2 separate regions of the Macaca mulatta genome follow, and region 2 is linked to region 1. Evidence: chromatin contacts called from public Hi-C data. All regions are on one chromosome and are shown on one strand. The core of a region is the stretch at or near the end of the contact, and the rest is flanking DNA. Distances in the headings are between cores, read along the strand shown. Region 1 holds the start of FOXRED1 (FAD dependent oxidoreductase domain containing 1). Region 2 holds the start of DCPS (decapping enzyme, scavenger).

What was found. Hi-C and Micro-C count contacts between places; a contact is called where the count stands out from the background.
Region 2: a contact with region 1 is called in a Hi-C map of CD4 T cells, with 1.9 times the contacts expected there. The contact joins the promoter of DCPS here to the promoter of FOXRED1 in region 1. A contact is called at or near these places in 2 of 14 Hi-C or Micro-C datasets (CD4 T cells and blood).

Annotation. Positions count from the first base shown.
Region 1 is chr14:126,663,992-126,671,248 of T2T-MMU8v2.0, reverse strand. FOXRED1 (FAD dependent oxidoreductase domain containing 1) reads right to left here and starts at 3,744. Exons shown (of 10, transcript XM_077964638.1): 1 at 3,609-3,744. SRPRA (SRP receptor subunit alpha) reads left to right here and starts at 3,990. Exons shown (of 14, transcript NM_001266746.1): 1 at 3,990-4,210; 2 at 4,812-4,895; 3 at 5,187-5,350; 4 at 5,564-5,724; 5 at 5,976-6,135; 6 at 6,254-6,407; 7 at 6,611-6,702; 8 at 6,809-6,927; 9 at 7,064-7,150. The coding sequence starts at 4,094.
Region 2 is chr14:126,700,544-126,707,800 of T2T-MMU8v2.0, reverse strand. DCPS (decapping enzyme, scavenger) reads right to left here and starts at 3,214. Exons shown (of 7, transcript XM_015116079.3): 1 at 2,989-3,214; 2 at 904-1,078. The coding sequence starts at 3,189. LOC114672435 (a long non-coding RNA gene) reads left to right here and starts at 2,971. Exons shown (of 3, transcript XR_013404374.1): 1 at 2,971-3,062.

The sequences.
Region 1 (7,257 bases), core at 2,495-4,994:
AAAACCAGCTGGGTGGTGACTCATGCCTGTGATCCCAGCACTTGGGGAGGCCGAGGCGGGCAGATTGCTTGAGCTCAGGAATCCGAGATCAGCCTGAGCAACATGGTGAAACCCCATCTCTACAAAAAATACAGAAATTAGCCAGGTGTGGTGGTGCATGCCTGTGGTCCCAGCTACTCGGGAGGCTAAGGTGGGAGGACCTCTTGAGCCTGGGAGGTGGAGGCTGCACTGCACTCCAGCCTGGGCAACAGAGCCAGACCCTGTCTCGAAATAAATAAATACAATAAAATGCAAAAACCTCACAACTAATGGGACCTGAAAGAAGCAAGTTGAGGGCAGGAAATGGTGGCTCATGCCTGTAATGCCAGCACTTTGAGAAGCCAAAGCAGGAGGATCACTTGAGGTCAGGAGTTCGAGACCAGCCTAGGCAACATGGTGAAACCTCATCTCTACTAAAAATACAAAAAATAGCTGGGCTTCATGGTGTGTCCCTGTAATCTCAGCTACTCAGGGCACTGAGGTAGGAGAATCACTTGAACCTGGGAGATAGAGGTTGCAGTGAGCTGAGATCGTGCCACTGCACTCCAGCCTGGGCAACAGAGCAAGACTCTGTCTCAAAAAAAAAAAAAGAAAGTTGAGACACTTAATTATAGCTTGAGTGCAGAGCTGTGAGATCTCGAAAAATCCAATATTATGAAATCTGCTTTCAAAAGAATAAACCTTATTGCCAACCTTCCTGGTTTGACCGAGGAAGATCCTAGGACAATTTCTCAACAAGGTCCAAAGCACAATCTCTGCCCATTGGATCTCCTGAGATTGAGGTCTTCCCCTCCTCTCCTTCCCTTGTCCCTAGGGTGCTTAATAAAATGTGAGTCATCTTTCTTGCCCCACTCATGACTCTGTCCTACCCCAGGCCTCACCGTGTGGTCCCGTTCCACCACTAGCACCTGCATACCACCTCGTCGGTTCTCCAGCTGCTTCAGCCAATAGGCCACAGACAAGCCAAGCACCCCACCTCCCACGATCACCACATCCGAGTGCTCGGGGGGCAGGTGGCTGGTGTCTGGCAGTACATCACAGGGCGTTCCAGGCAGGATCGACTTGATCTTCTTCTTAATCTCGGACACTTTTCCATCCCAGTCTGTGGGATGTAGTTAGGGTCAGAGGGCCACACATTTCCTTCCCACATGGTTGGGGGGTTGGAGAATGGACACAGGAAAAGGTGAGCTAAACAGACACATGAATTGGCAGTCCCCACTGTCAGTCCGTCTCATAAGGTCACCTTGCACCCAACAGTGTTGCCACAGTTTTCTGAATAGTCCACATGCCATCAGTCTCCCTTTTCATGCATTGTGCCGAGCACTGCAAGATTCAATTTCCTAAAATTAATTTTCTACATTACCTCCTGCATACACCTCTCCTGATCCCAACTCACATGTTCAACTGCACCGTCATCCCCACTTGGGTCTTCCAGGCCTCTGGACCAAGAGGCTCCGGCACACCCCAAGTCACGGCACCCTCTGAAGCATGGCACCTCTAAGCAGCACCTTATCCTGGATATCCATCGCCACAACGCAACCTACATTTATATCCTATCTATAATCAAGTCCTGAGGGCTCTAGTTTCCAAGTAACTCCTCAATCTGTCCCCTTTCTTCCTCTGCCACCATCATCCTAGGCCAAGCCACTATCATCTCTCAACTGGACAAATGCAAAAGCATCCTAACTGTTCCCACTGATTCCCCACTTCCACCCCACCCCCTGCTGCAAACATTTTTACAACATAGCTAGAAATATCTTTTCTTTTCTTTTTTTTTTTTTTTTTTTTTTGAGACGGAGTCTCACTGTGTCACCCCGGCTGGAGTGCAGTGGCGCCATCTCGGCTCACTGCAAGCTCCGCCTCCCGGGTTCAAGCGAGTCTCCTGCCTCAGCCTCCCGAGTAGCTGGGATTACAGGTGTGTGCCACGACGCCCAGCCAATTTTTGTATTTTTAGTAGAGACGGGGTTTCACCATGTTAGCCAGGATGGTCTCGATCTCCTGACCTCGTGATCCACCCGCCTCGGCCTCCCAAAGTGCTGGGATTACAGGCTTGAGCCACCGCGCGCGGCCTAGAAATATCTTTTCAAAACACAAATTTAATAAAAAACGCTCTTGATTAAAACCCTTCAGTGAGTTTCCATTACTCTAAGAACCAAAGTCCAAAGTCGTAAACAGAGCCTGTAAGGTACTGCACAATCTCGCTCCTGTTCATCTTATCCTCCCCTACACTCCAGGCCCTTTAGTTCCTTGATGGCACCTTATTTCCTCCCACCACGGGGAACCTACACGTGCTCTCTGCTTTGAAACTGTGTCCACTTCCTTGCCTAGTTAATTCCTTGCTTGGAAAGCCTTTCCTGACCCCCAGACCAGCTCAAACTCTACATGGTCTTTTGGACACACTTGCAGCTTTGAGTTTGTATTGTTACATACTCTAAAATCCATGAGGGGTAGGCTGTGTTCACCTTCACCACTGAATCTCCAGCCTATGGTAACACCCGGCATATTTTAAGTGCTCAGTAAGTACCTTAAATAAATTAATCATTTTGCCATTTCATACCTCACTCAAACTCTTCTCAGCAGCACCGCAATCTTTCTTTGGTCTGGCCTTAGCTCACCTGTCCACACTACATTTCATGCTACTACTCACACTGTCTATCTAGATGGCTTTTGCTAGTTCCTTGCACAAGAACAATATTTTTCTCCTAATCTGCACTCAATTATTCAGAGACAGGAACACACACCTTTCTTAAGCCAGTAAACATCCTTCAAGGCTGATCTCAGTTCCCACCTGCTCCATGTAATTCCGCCATTATACTAGCTAGCAGTGCAAAGCATTCTTTAAGTTGAGTTCTATCCAATCTTTTTTTTTTGAGATGGAGTTTCGCTCTGTCACCCAGGCTGGAGTGCAATGGCGTGATCTCGGCTCACTGCAACCTTCGCCTTCCGGGTTCAAGCGATTCTCCCGCCTCAGCCTCCCGAATAGCTGGGATTACAGGAGCCCACTACCACATCTAGCTAATTTTTGTATTTTTAGTAGAGACGGGGTTTCACCATGTTGCTCAGGCTGGTCTCGAACTCTTGAGCTCGGGTAATCCACCCGCCTCGACCTCCCAAAGTGCTAGGATTACAGGCGTGAGTCACCGCGCCCGGCCTCTATCCAGTCTTGAACTGGCCTACTGTCTATTGAAATTTTCCCTCTCTAGGTACACTCTAGCCATCTTCCAGGACATTCACTGAATCCCGTCTTCTCTTCACTCCTTCACCGCAACAGCACTAAGTACAGCATCCTGAACGCGGGCAGGACTTAATGCACATCTGTACCACCTATCAATCAGTCTGACTGTAACCGGAAACGTAGAATGATGTGAGATCTGCCACCTGAGAAGGGCTGCCTTGGGAGCCATACACCTGCACCGCCCGTACAAGCTCTGGTAGGCAAGCTTACCCCCTTCCCCAAGCCGACCCACTGTCCTGCCAGTGTGGGCCACGGTTTCGGGTCCTGAAGGACACACAGTCGGAGGTTGGGGACACCCCAGAACCACAATACCCTCTGTCGTCCTCAACTTTACCCAGAGAAAAGCCTCCTCTGCGAGTGCCTGGCCTCCGGGTCAAGAGGCCCCGGCCCAAGCCGTGCGGCAGAACCCTCCGAATCATGGCCCCTCTGAGACCGGCACCCTCTGAGAGCCGCACAGCTGCCTCGCTATTATCCCAGCCGTCACTGCTCCGCGCCAAACGCCATTCAGACGAGCGCGCCAATTGGCCAGTGGCCCTCAGGGCTCCGCCCCCCCACGCTAAAGGTGGCGGTCTCCCCGTGACCTCTCCGGGAGCCCCGCCCAGGCCCGCTCCCACCCGCCATTGGCTGGCCTTGAGATACGTCAGGCCTGCGCGCCCTCGGGCGGAGATGGGGAGGGCACCCAGCTTTCCGAGCGGAAGTGCGTTGAGCCGGTTTCCGGGGCCGCTGGTGTGACGTGTCCCGCGCTTGGCGCAGCAGGAAGCGGCGGCTATCGCGGCCTGAATTCCCGGCGCCGGCCCCAGCTCCTCTGCCGCTGCCGCCATGCTCGACTTCTTCACCATTTTCTCCAAGGGTGGGCTTGTGCTCTGGTGCTTCCAGGGCGTTAGCGACTCATGCACCGGGCCTGTTAACGCGTTGATTCGTTCCGTGCTGCTGCAGGTACCGCCCCCGTGGGATCAGAACTCCAGGCTCTTCTTTCCTGACCCGATCCATGGTCCCTTCGATTCTATTCCGCGCCTCCTCCCACCCTCCCCGCCCACCTCAAACTGGCCACTCACGCGTAACCCGGGCTCCGCTTCGTTTTCTCGTCCCCTTCAGAGTACCCACAACTTAGTGACGACCCCCACTCCGGCGTCTGGACTCTAGCCGAATTCCGGCGCCTTTGGTATTCCCCTCCGCTCCCTCTATTTATCCCCAGCAGCTTGGTTTTGTTGTTTCGAGGCTAGGTGAAATAACAGATGGGAAAACACCTTTACAAAACTGAATGCTGTATAGCTGCTAATAATCTGATTGTTTATATGACTACTTTCGTTTTGGCTCCTATGTGCCTTGCTGCCTCTCACCTCCTTCCCCCAACTTGGTTATCTTCTTTCATTTCTGGTAGAATGCCAGAGAGAAGTGCCCCAGCATCCTCTTGTCCTGGGGACAGATTTGAGTTTGAGGGAAATGTCTGGCTTTTTCCCAAAGGTAATCCAAACCCAGGGCCCAAACCTGGGTTTTCTGGGGATGGTCTGAACACTGAGACATACTCTTTCTCCAGGAACGGGGAGGTAACAACTCCTTCACCCATGAGGCACTCACACTCAAGTATAAATTGGACAACCAGTTTGAGCTGGTGTTTGTGGTAAGTGGGATGTTGTAGAGGGACGATTACATTGTTAACATAGTCCTGATTATTAAGAGAACTCTGATTAATTGCAGCCAGTGTATATGATGACGTAACTGAAAAAACTAGAAAGGTAGATGGGGGAAAACAGCAGCTACTGGGCCCAGGCAGGGAGCTTGGCTGCCTGTCAGGACAGGGAAACCGGCCAGGTAGCTGAACTATCTCTGAAAGCCAGGGTTGAGTTGGCGTCCCTCCATTCTAGGCTGGCATGTAAGCAGATCTGTTGGCTCTGTTTCTTCCCCTAAACAGGTTGGTTTTCAGAAGATCCTGACACTGACGTATGTAGACAAATTGATAGATGACGTGCACCGGCTGTTTCGGGACAAGTACCGCACGGAGATCCAACAGCAAAGTGCTTTGAGTTTATTAAATGGCACTTTTGATTTCCAAAATGACTTCCTGCGGCTCCTTCGGTGAGAGGCCTGCCTTCTCTAAAATCAATTTATTTCCCTGATTTGATGATCTCTCTGAAGGTGGTTCAAGGGTGGTAAATTGGTGTGTTCAAAGACACTCCTAATTTGCTCCCCAGTTCTCATTGTCCTCTTAGGTGTGAGAGTCCTTTCTCTGGACTGTTATTTTTCCTCCTGCACGGGGTAGAAAGATAAACCATTCTCTTTTTTGTTTAGTGAAGCAGAGGAGAGCAGTAAGATCCGAGCTCCCACTACCATGAAGAAATTTGAAGATTCTGAAAAGGCCAAGAAACCTGTGAGGTCCATGATTGAGACACGCGGGGAAAAGCCCAAGGAAAAAGCAAAGAATAGCAAAAAAAAGGGGGCCAAGAAGGAAGGCGAGTTTGAGTTCTTTGGATACACTGGGATGTGAAAGGTGTTAAGACGGTGCTAAGGACTGAGGTGTTCCTTCTTTCTGTCATTGCTTGCCTCCTCCTCACTCAAATGCTCACCATCCTATAATCCCCAGGCCTTGTGAACTCCAAGATGTTTGGTCCAAATTTCCTTTGAACAATTTGGAAGACTTTTAGCCATTGTCTAGTGGTTGAGATTGTCTTTTTTTTTCCTTCAGTGAGTTTTTTCCCAACAGGTTCTGATGGTCCTTTGGCTACCAGCAAAGCCGTCCCTGCAGAAAAGTCAGGTCTTCCAGTGGGTCCTGAGAACGGAGTAGAACTTTCCAAAGAGGAGCTGATCCGCAGGAAGCGAGAGGAGTTCATTCAGAAGCATGGGAGGGGTATGGAGAAGTCCAAGTGAGCACTCTTTCTTCAGTACTCTCAAAATACTGTTATCTAGACATGATGGGTGCAAGGGAGTTCTGGTCTCCGGCTCATGTTTCCTTTCCTGCTTCTCCACCATAACCTGTTGCAGCAAGTCCACGAAGTCAGATGCTCCAAAGGAGAAGGGCAAAAAAGCGCCCCGGGTGTGGGAACTGGGTGGCTGTGCTAACAAAGAAGTGTTGGATTACAGTACTCCCACCACCAATGGAAGCCCTGAGGCTGCCTTGTCTGAGGACATCAACTTGGTAAGAGGCAACAGGGGTCAAAGTGAAGGTTATCTTTAATAACAAATTGGGAGGAAGTAGAGTGTGGGAACATGATACTTGGATATGAATGAGGGGTAAGTTATACTTGGAGCTTCCCCAAATGAAAGAGATAGAGCAATGTGGACTTCTTCCTCAGAGACCTTAGTGTTTCTGGCCCCATCTCCTTTCCCTGTATCTTCCAGATTCGAGGGACTGGGCCTGGGGGGCAGCTTCAGGATCTGGACTGCAGCAGCTCCGACGACGAAGGGGCTGCTCAAAACTCCACCAAGCCTAGGTAGGGAGATTTCAAGTGGGGGAGTGGCATATGCATCTGCAAAACTGGTAAGATACAACTCCCACCTACTCGCTCTATGTATATTTGTCATCTCCTGTCCCTGCAGTGCGACCAAGGGCACACTGGGTGGCATGTTTGGTATGCTGAAGGGCCTTGTGGGTTCAAAGAGCTTGAGTCGTGAAGACATGGAATCTGTGCTGGACAAGATGCGTGATCATCTAATTGGTAAGCTCTGAGGACCGGGCTGACTCATGTTCACGGGATACAGGTAATTGAGCGCAGACTCACTAGCGTTTCTCACCTGCACGATAAAGACTGGTTGTTGCTGACATGGAACTGACCTACCTGTCCCCCTCCTCAGCTAAGAACGTGGCTGCAGACATTGCCGTCCAGCTCTGTGAATCCGTTGCCAACAAGCTGGAAGGGAAGGTGATGGGGACGTTCAGCAGTAAGTACTGCCCTAAGTGAGAAAGTGCTTATGTGTACCAAGAGGTTAAGTGCACAGACCTCTGTTCTTACGAGGTATGTGACTTTTGGCAAAATCCTTAACCTCTA
Region 2 (7,257 bases), core at 1,965-4,464, 37 kb before region 1:
GGGTGGATCACAAGGTCAGAAGTTCAAGACCAGACTGGCCATGATGAAAACCCCCATCTCTACTAAAAACACAAAAATTAGCCTGGCGTGGTGGCAGGCGCCTGTAATCCCAGCTACTTGGGAGGCCAAGGCAGGAGAATTGCTTGAACCTGTGAGGCGGAGGTTGCAGTGAGCTGAGATCACGCCATTGCACTCCAGCCTGGGCGACAGAGCAAGACTCCATTAAAAAAAAAAAAAAAAATCTATTATTCTGTCCCATAAATCACACTCTCTCCCTAAAACATACTACACTAGAACAAGGTTTCTCTCTTTTTTTTTTTTTTGAGACAGGGTTTTGCTCTGTCACCCAGGCTGGAGTGCAGTGGTGCAATCTCAGCTCACTGCAACCTCTGCCTCCTGGGTTCAAGCGAGTCTCCCACCTCAGCCTCCCAAGTAGCTGGGATTACAGGTGAGCACCACCACCCTGGCTAAATTTTGTATTTTTAGTAGAGATGAGGTTTCACCATGTTGGCCAAGAGTCTGGTCTTGAACTCCCGACCTCAGGTGATCTGCCTGCCTTGGCCTCCCAAAGTGCTGGGATTACAGGCAAAGGCCACCGTGCCCGGCCAGGTTTCTGAGTTTCAGCACTATTGACATTACTTTGCTGTGGGAGCCTGTCCTGTATATTGTAAGGTGTTTAGCAGCATTCTTGGTCTCCACCCACTAGATGCCAGAAGTAACACCCCACCACCACCCCTCATTCTGACAACCAAAAATGTCTTAACCGATGGCCAAATGTCCACTAGGGAGGAAATCTCTCTATTGTACTAGAATATGCAAATAGAAAGTCTGGTCACTATACCACCTAATTTCCCACCATCCCATTCTCCCTCCATACAGCCACCTTGGCCACCTCTTGCTCACCACTCAGTTGTCTTGGAGGGAACAAGTGATAGGTGCTGTAGATATCATTGGAGAACTGCAACTGGAGCTCAGGGCTGCCTGTCAGGAGCTGAGCCACCTGTTCCACCTGAAATGGTGTCTTCTCCAGGATCACAACGGCATCCTCTCCATCCCCATCCCCAGAGGACTCATTCACCTGTGGGTAGAGGCATCATCAGTGGGCTCAAGGGCAGAACCACAATGAGACTGTGGAGAGCAGAGACAGAAGCTCCCGGGCCTTTGAAATCAACTTTGAAAGTACTTGGGATTTCCTTCCCTGAAGTTTTCCTTCTGGGAAGTCTAGCCAATGGCACTCACATTTCTTTTCTCAGAGAAGGCATCTGTCTTTTTTTTTGAGATGGAGTCTTGCTCTGTCGCCCAGGCTGGAGTGCAATGGCGCAATCTCGGCTCACTGCAACCTCCACCTCCTGGGTTCAAGCAATTCTCCTGCCACAGCCTCCCAAGTAGCTGGGATTACAAGCGCATGTCACCACACCTGGCTAATTTTTGTATTTTTAGTAGAGACAGGGTTTCATCATGTTGGCCAGGCTGGTCTTGAACCCCCGACCTCAAATGATCCGCCTGCCTCGGCCTCCCAAAGTGCTGGGATCACAGGCGTGAGCCACCGTGCCCAGACAGAGAAGGCATCTCCACACAAATCCTTGTGGCAGCTCTCACACCTTTCTTCCCCAGAATACAAGGCTTCTCAGTTGTCTTCCATTTTAGGCTTACAAGACTTCTGTCAAGTTCTCCCCATTTCAGAAGAAAAGATGAAAAACAGATCTTGAGTGACTTGCCCAAAGTCACACGAACAGTCAGCACTGAAACAGAAACTAGAACCTGGGTCTCCCAAGTGACTCCTAGCTCGAAAGCTCTCATGGCTAACACCTTCAACAGGTGCTGCACACTGAGGACAGCTGGGCTGAGAAAATCAGACAGAGCCTCATACAAAAAATAAATAAATAAAAAATAAGGCTGGGTGCGGTGGCTCACGCCTATAATCCCAGCACTTTGGGAAGCAGAGGCAGGCGGATCACCTGAGGTCAGGAGTTCGAGACCAGCCTGGCCAACATGGGGAAACCCCGTCGCTACTAAAAATACAAAAATTAGCTGGGCATGGCGGCGGGCGCCTGTAATCCCATCTACTCGGGAGGCTGAGGCAGGGAGAATCGTTTGAACTCGGGAGATGGAGGTTGCAGTGATCACACCACTGCTCTCTAGCCTGGGCGACAGAGAGAAGAGACTCCGTCTCAAAATAAATAAATAAAAACAACAACAAAAAAAAAAAAAACAGATACAGACGCATGGAAGCCTAGGCCAAGGTTCCCTGATCCTCCCAAAGGTGAGAGTTCCTGCTAGTAGTTCTGGGGAACCCCCATACCTGCCCTGGCTAGGCCTCCTCACTAGTTCCTGGAATGGTCTCCATCTCTCCTCAGCCCCTGCCAGACTGCTAAGCACGCTGGTATTGGAGCAAGCTGTATCTGTCTCGCCAGAAATATTCCGTAGTCCTGAAGATCAGGGATGGTAACTTTCATCTCCACATTCTCAGGACCGAGGTTAGTGTCTGGCATGCTTGAAAGCGCGCGTGTAGAACTGAATTAACAATTATAATATATTGTTCTCTGTTGTTCTCCTGTTAGGGCTGAAGTCGTGTAAGGCAGAGATCACATCTCCTACAGTCTCATGGACTGAGGGACATGTTTCCAGCGACAGGGATGAGCAAGACATCTAACATTTACTGGGTTCCTAGTCCCTATACACATAAATGGATGAACGGCTTGGGGAATGTAACATGTGATCTTTAATCTACAATACACTCTCCTAGTAGATATTTCTAGTGAAAGAGACATTAGAAAAATTAGAGCTAGATGTGTTCATTGCCTTAATTTCAAGGGCAATCTTGCCGCCTTTTACCGCCCCTCTATGCATTCTAGTAGCGCACTCCCACCTCCCCCGAGTGATAATGATTGGTATTTTCCGGCCGAGATCCGAAAAAAAAAATCCGCCTCCAAGGCGATGATTGGTTCACCGCTTCCCGCATCCCGCCTCAGGGTTGCCTCCTGGTACCTTCCCGTGTAGGAAAATGATTTTGTCCCGCGCAGACTCCCTCAGCACTTTCTGCACTCTGAAGCCCGAGAATGGTAAGCGCACAGGAGCACAGGTACCATTTCCAACTCCTGCCTCCTTTTCTTCTGTGCTGGCGGCGTGGGCCTCCTCCACGTCCAATTCACGCTTTCTCTTGCCGAGTTGAGGGGCTGCGTCCGCCATGCTGCCAGGAAGGCGCCGTGCGCCTGCGCGCCCTGCGCCGGCCCCGCCCCTCGCCCCAGCCTAGCGGCCTGGCTGGGCTGCTAACTCCCGGCGTACCCTGCTCTGGCGCCGGCTCCTGCGGGCTGCGTGCATCGCAAAGCGGAGCCCGCTGACCTGTCCCAGGGCGCGTCTTTCAACCAAGTTACTGCCTTTGGCCCGGTTGTGGTGCTGGCCGGCCCTCAGGGAAGGGAAAAGAAGGTTGAGAGTCCCGAAAGCGGCGGGCTAGAGGTGGCTGCGCAGTGAAGAGGGACCCCCAGGCCCGTGCCCCGGGGTGGGAGCCGAAGACCCCCTTGGGCCACGGGAGTGTTGGAGGCCTTGTTTGAATACTGACATTTTAATCATAGTTTCACCGACGTTGACCAATTATAAGGGAAGCAACGTTTCTGACGCAAATCCGTGAACCCATTTTATTCCTTGGTCGATTTTTTATACCGAGTATTTAGGTCATTTCCATGTTTCTTCCATTTTAATTACTTTGCAGAAATTTTCGTCGTGATCAGTTTTTTACTTTGTAGACTCAGCACCTTTCCGCTGACAAGAAAGGTAAACGAATAGGGCCAGAAGAACCATTTCCATCACCCACTTATTTCCGGGCTGGAGGCATCCCATGCCTCTCTCTCTGGTTGGCCTGTATTTCTGCCCCGCTACCCAGGGTTATGATTTGCAGGATGATTCGTCTCCCAGGGTTTCGTTTCTCTTTTTTTTTTTTGCTGTATGAAATTATTACTTGTAACTTCTGCTGTTGAGGGTTTCTTTAGTGACCATTGTTTCTGGTTAGCCCGTTTTTCGCTGGTGTTATTTAACAGATCTAAATTTTGTCAAGAGTTGGTGCTTACGGCCCGGCGCGGTGATTCACGCCTGTAATCTCAGCCCCCTGAAAGGTCGAGGTGTGCGGATCACGAGGTTAAGATAGCGAGACCATCCTGGCCAACATGGTGAAACCCTGTCTCTACTAAAAATACAAAAATTAAAAATTTACCCGGGCGTGGTGGCCGGCCCCTGTAGTCCCAGCCTCGCGGAGGCGGAGGCGGGAGAATCGCTTGAACGCGGGAGGCGGAGTGTTGCAGTGAGCCCAGATAGCACCACTGCACGCCAGCCTGGCGACAGCGCAAGACTCCGTCTCAAAAACAACAAAAAAAGAGTTACATCGTTTAAGTCAGCCACACATTATTTTTGCCAGTGATTTGAGTTTAGTTTTCAGACAGATCTAATGGGACAGTTTTTGCCATTTTCAACATTAGCAACAAGATGCAACTTACAGTCAGTTTTGGTCAGTAACAAAGTGTACCATGTGTTAGTTTGATTTTTGGATTACTTCTACCAGAAATATAGATTAGGAGTTGGATAAAAGACTGCTTTTTTTTTGTGATGCAGAAAGCATTATTAGGAGAGACTTAGGATCTGTCACCCAGGCCAGAGTGCAATGGCGCCATCTCGGCTCACTGCAACCTCCGCCTTCCGGGTTCAAGCGATTCTCCTGCCTCAGCCTCCTGAGTAGTTGGGATTACAGGCGCGTGCCACCAGCCCAGCTAATATTTTGTATTTTTAGTAGAGTCAGGGTTTCACTGTGTTGGCCAGTCTGGTCTCGAACTCCTGAGGTCGTGATCCGTCCGCCTGGGCCTCCCAAAGTGCTGGCATTACGGGTGTGAGCCACCGCACCTTGCCAAAGTAGCTACGTTTTTACAAAAAGAGCCCAGAATTGAGAGCCATGAAGTCGGGCCCCAACACTGACTAGCTGTGCAACTTTGGAAAAGTCTCTTAACCTCTCCAGGTCTCCATTTTCCATGTGCCAGCCACTGTTAGTTCTGAGCAAGGCAGCGAGGCGTCTTCTTTCATAAAATGTATATTCAAATGGGGCACGTGAGATAAACAAGATAATGATTAAGTGCTGTGTATGGTGTTTTGTTATTTTGTTTTGTTTTGTTTTCCCCTGGAGAGGGAGTCTCGCTCTGTCGCCCAGGCTGGAGTGCAGTGGTGCAATCTCAGCTCACTGCAAGCTCCACCTCCCGGGTTCACACCATTCTCCTGCCTCAGCCTCCCCAGTAGCTGGGACTACAGGCGCCTGCCACCACACCCGGCTAATTTTTTGTGTTTTTAGTAGAGACAGGGTTTCACCGTGTTAGCCAGGATGGTCTCGATCTCCTGACCTCGTGATCTGCCTGCCTCAGCCTCCCAAAGTGCTGGGATTACAGGCATTAGCCGCTGTGCCAGGCCAAGTACTGTTAATAGAACAAAACTGGACAGTGTGAAAGAGCCTGGGGATAGGAGCCCCCCGCATTTTTTTTATCTGGGACAGAGTCTCACTCTGTCACCTAGGCTGGAGTACAGTGGCGCAATTTTGGCTCACTGCAACCTTCGCCTCCCAGGTTCAAGCGACTCTCCTGCCTCAGCCTCCAGAGTAGCTGGGATTACAGGTATACACTAGCACACCTGGCTAATTTTTGTATTTTTAGTAGAGACGGGGTTTTGCTATGTTGGCCAGGCTGGTCTCAAACTCCTGACCTCAGGTGACCTGCCCACCTCCCAAAGTGCTGGAATTACAGGCATGCGTCACAATGCCTGGCCAAGCCCTTTAGATAAGATGATCGTGGTCAGCCTCTCAAAAGGTGACATTTGAGCTGAGACTTGAATGAGGAGAAGGAACCAGCCATACCAGCCATATGAAGAGCCCAGGCAGAGTAAATATTAGCTGTCAAAGACCCTAGAGCAGTAACGTACTGGACATTTTTTAAAAAATAAGAATGACTGCTGGGCGCAGTGGCTTACACCTGTAATCCCAGCACTTTGGGAGGCCGAGGCAGGCGGACCACTTCAGGTCCGGAGTTCAAGACCAGCTTGGCCAACATGGTGAAACACAGTCTCTACTAAAAATACAAAAATTAGCCGGGTGTGGTGGTGTGCACCTGTAATCCTAGCTACCTGGGAGGCTGAGGCAGGAGAATCACTTGAACTCAGGAGGTGCAGGTTGCAATGAGCCAAGATCGCACCACTGCACTTCAACCTGGGTGACAGAGCAAGACTCCGTCTGAAAAAAAAGGAATGACCTGTGTAGCTAAAATATAATGAGCAAAAGAGAAACATTTGAAATGAAATAGTAGAGGAATGTATTCATTAGAAGCAAAATTCATCAATATGGGTATAATTTTGATTAAAATATAAAACCAGAATTCTGCTCTTCAAAAAGTCTGGCTCATGCCCCACGTGGTGGCTCACACCTGTAGTCCCAGGTACTCAGGAGGCTGGGACTACAGGTGTAGTTACAGCCCCAGGAGTTTGGGGCTGCAGTGAGCTATAATCACACCACTGCACTCCAGCCTGAGCAAGAGAGCGAGGCTTTGTCTCTGAAAAAAAAAGAATGCCTGTTTCAAGGAAAGGATGAGCTCATAGGAAGCCTCAGCTACCAGAAGTTCTATTAAATACCAGACCTCAGAGTGAAAGGAATCTTTATGGTAGCACAGTTAAGATTCAGTTCCTCAGTTACATTAGCCACTTAGCAAGTGCTTGATAGCCACTTGTGACTAGTGGCTACCATATGAGCACAGATGGAGAACATTTTCATTATCAAAGGAAGTTCTACTAGACAATGCTATGTTAGGTTACTCATTTATTATAAAGCCCTGTTCAATCGTTTAGTTTTTTAGAAATCTTAACATTTCTCCCATGCAAGGTGCAGTGGCTCATGCCAGTAATCCCAGCACTTTGGGAGGCCAAGGCGGTGGATCTCTTGAGGTCAGGAGTTTGAGACTATCCTGGCTAACATGATGAAACCCATCTCTATTAAAAATACAAAAATGAGCTGAGTGTGGCAGCAGGCGCCTATAATTCCAGCTACTCGGGAGGCTGAGGCAGGAGAATGGCTTCAGCCTGGAGGCGGAGGTTGTAATGAGCCAAGATCGCGCCACTGCGCTCCAGCCTGAGTGACAGAGCGAGACTGTGTCTCAAAAAAAAAAAAAAAAAAACCTCCCAAATCTTTTCTTTTTTAGTCTAAAGAAGGACTGGATACTTCCCACCTCCATTTCAGTAATTATG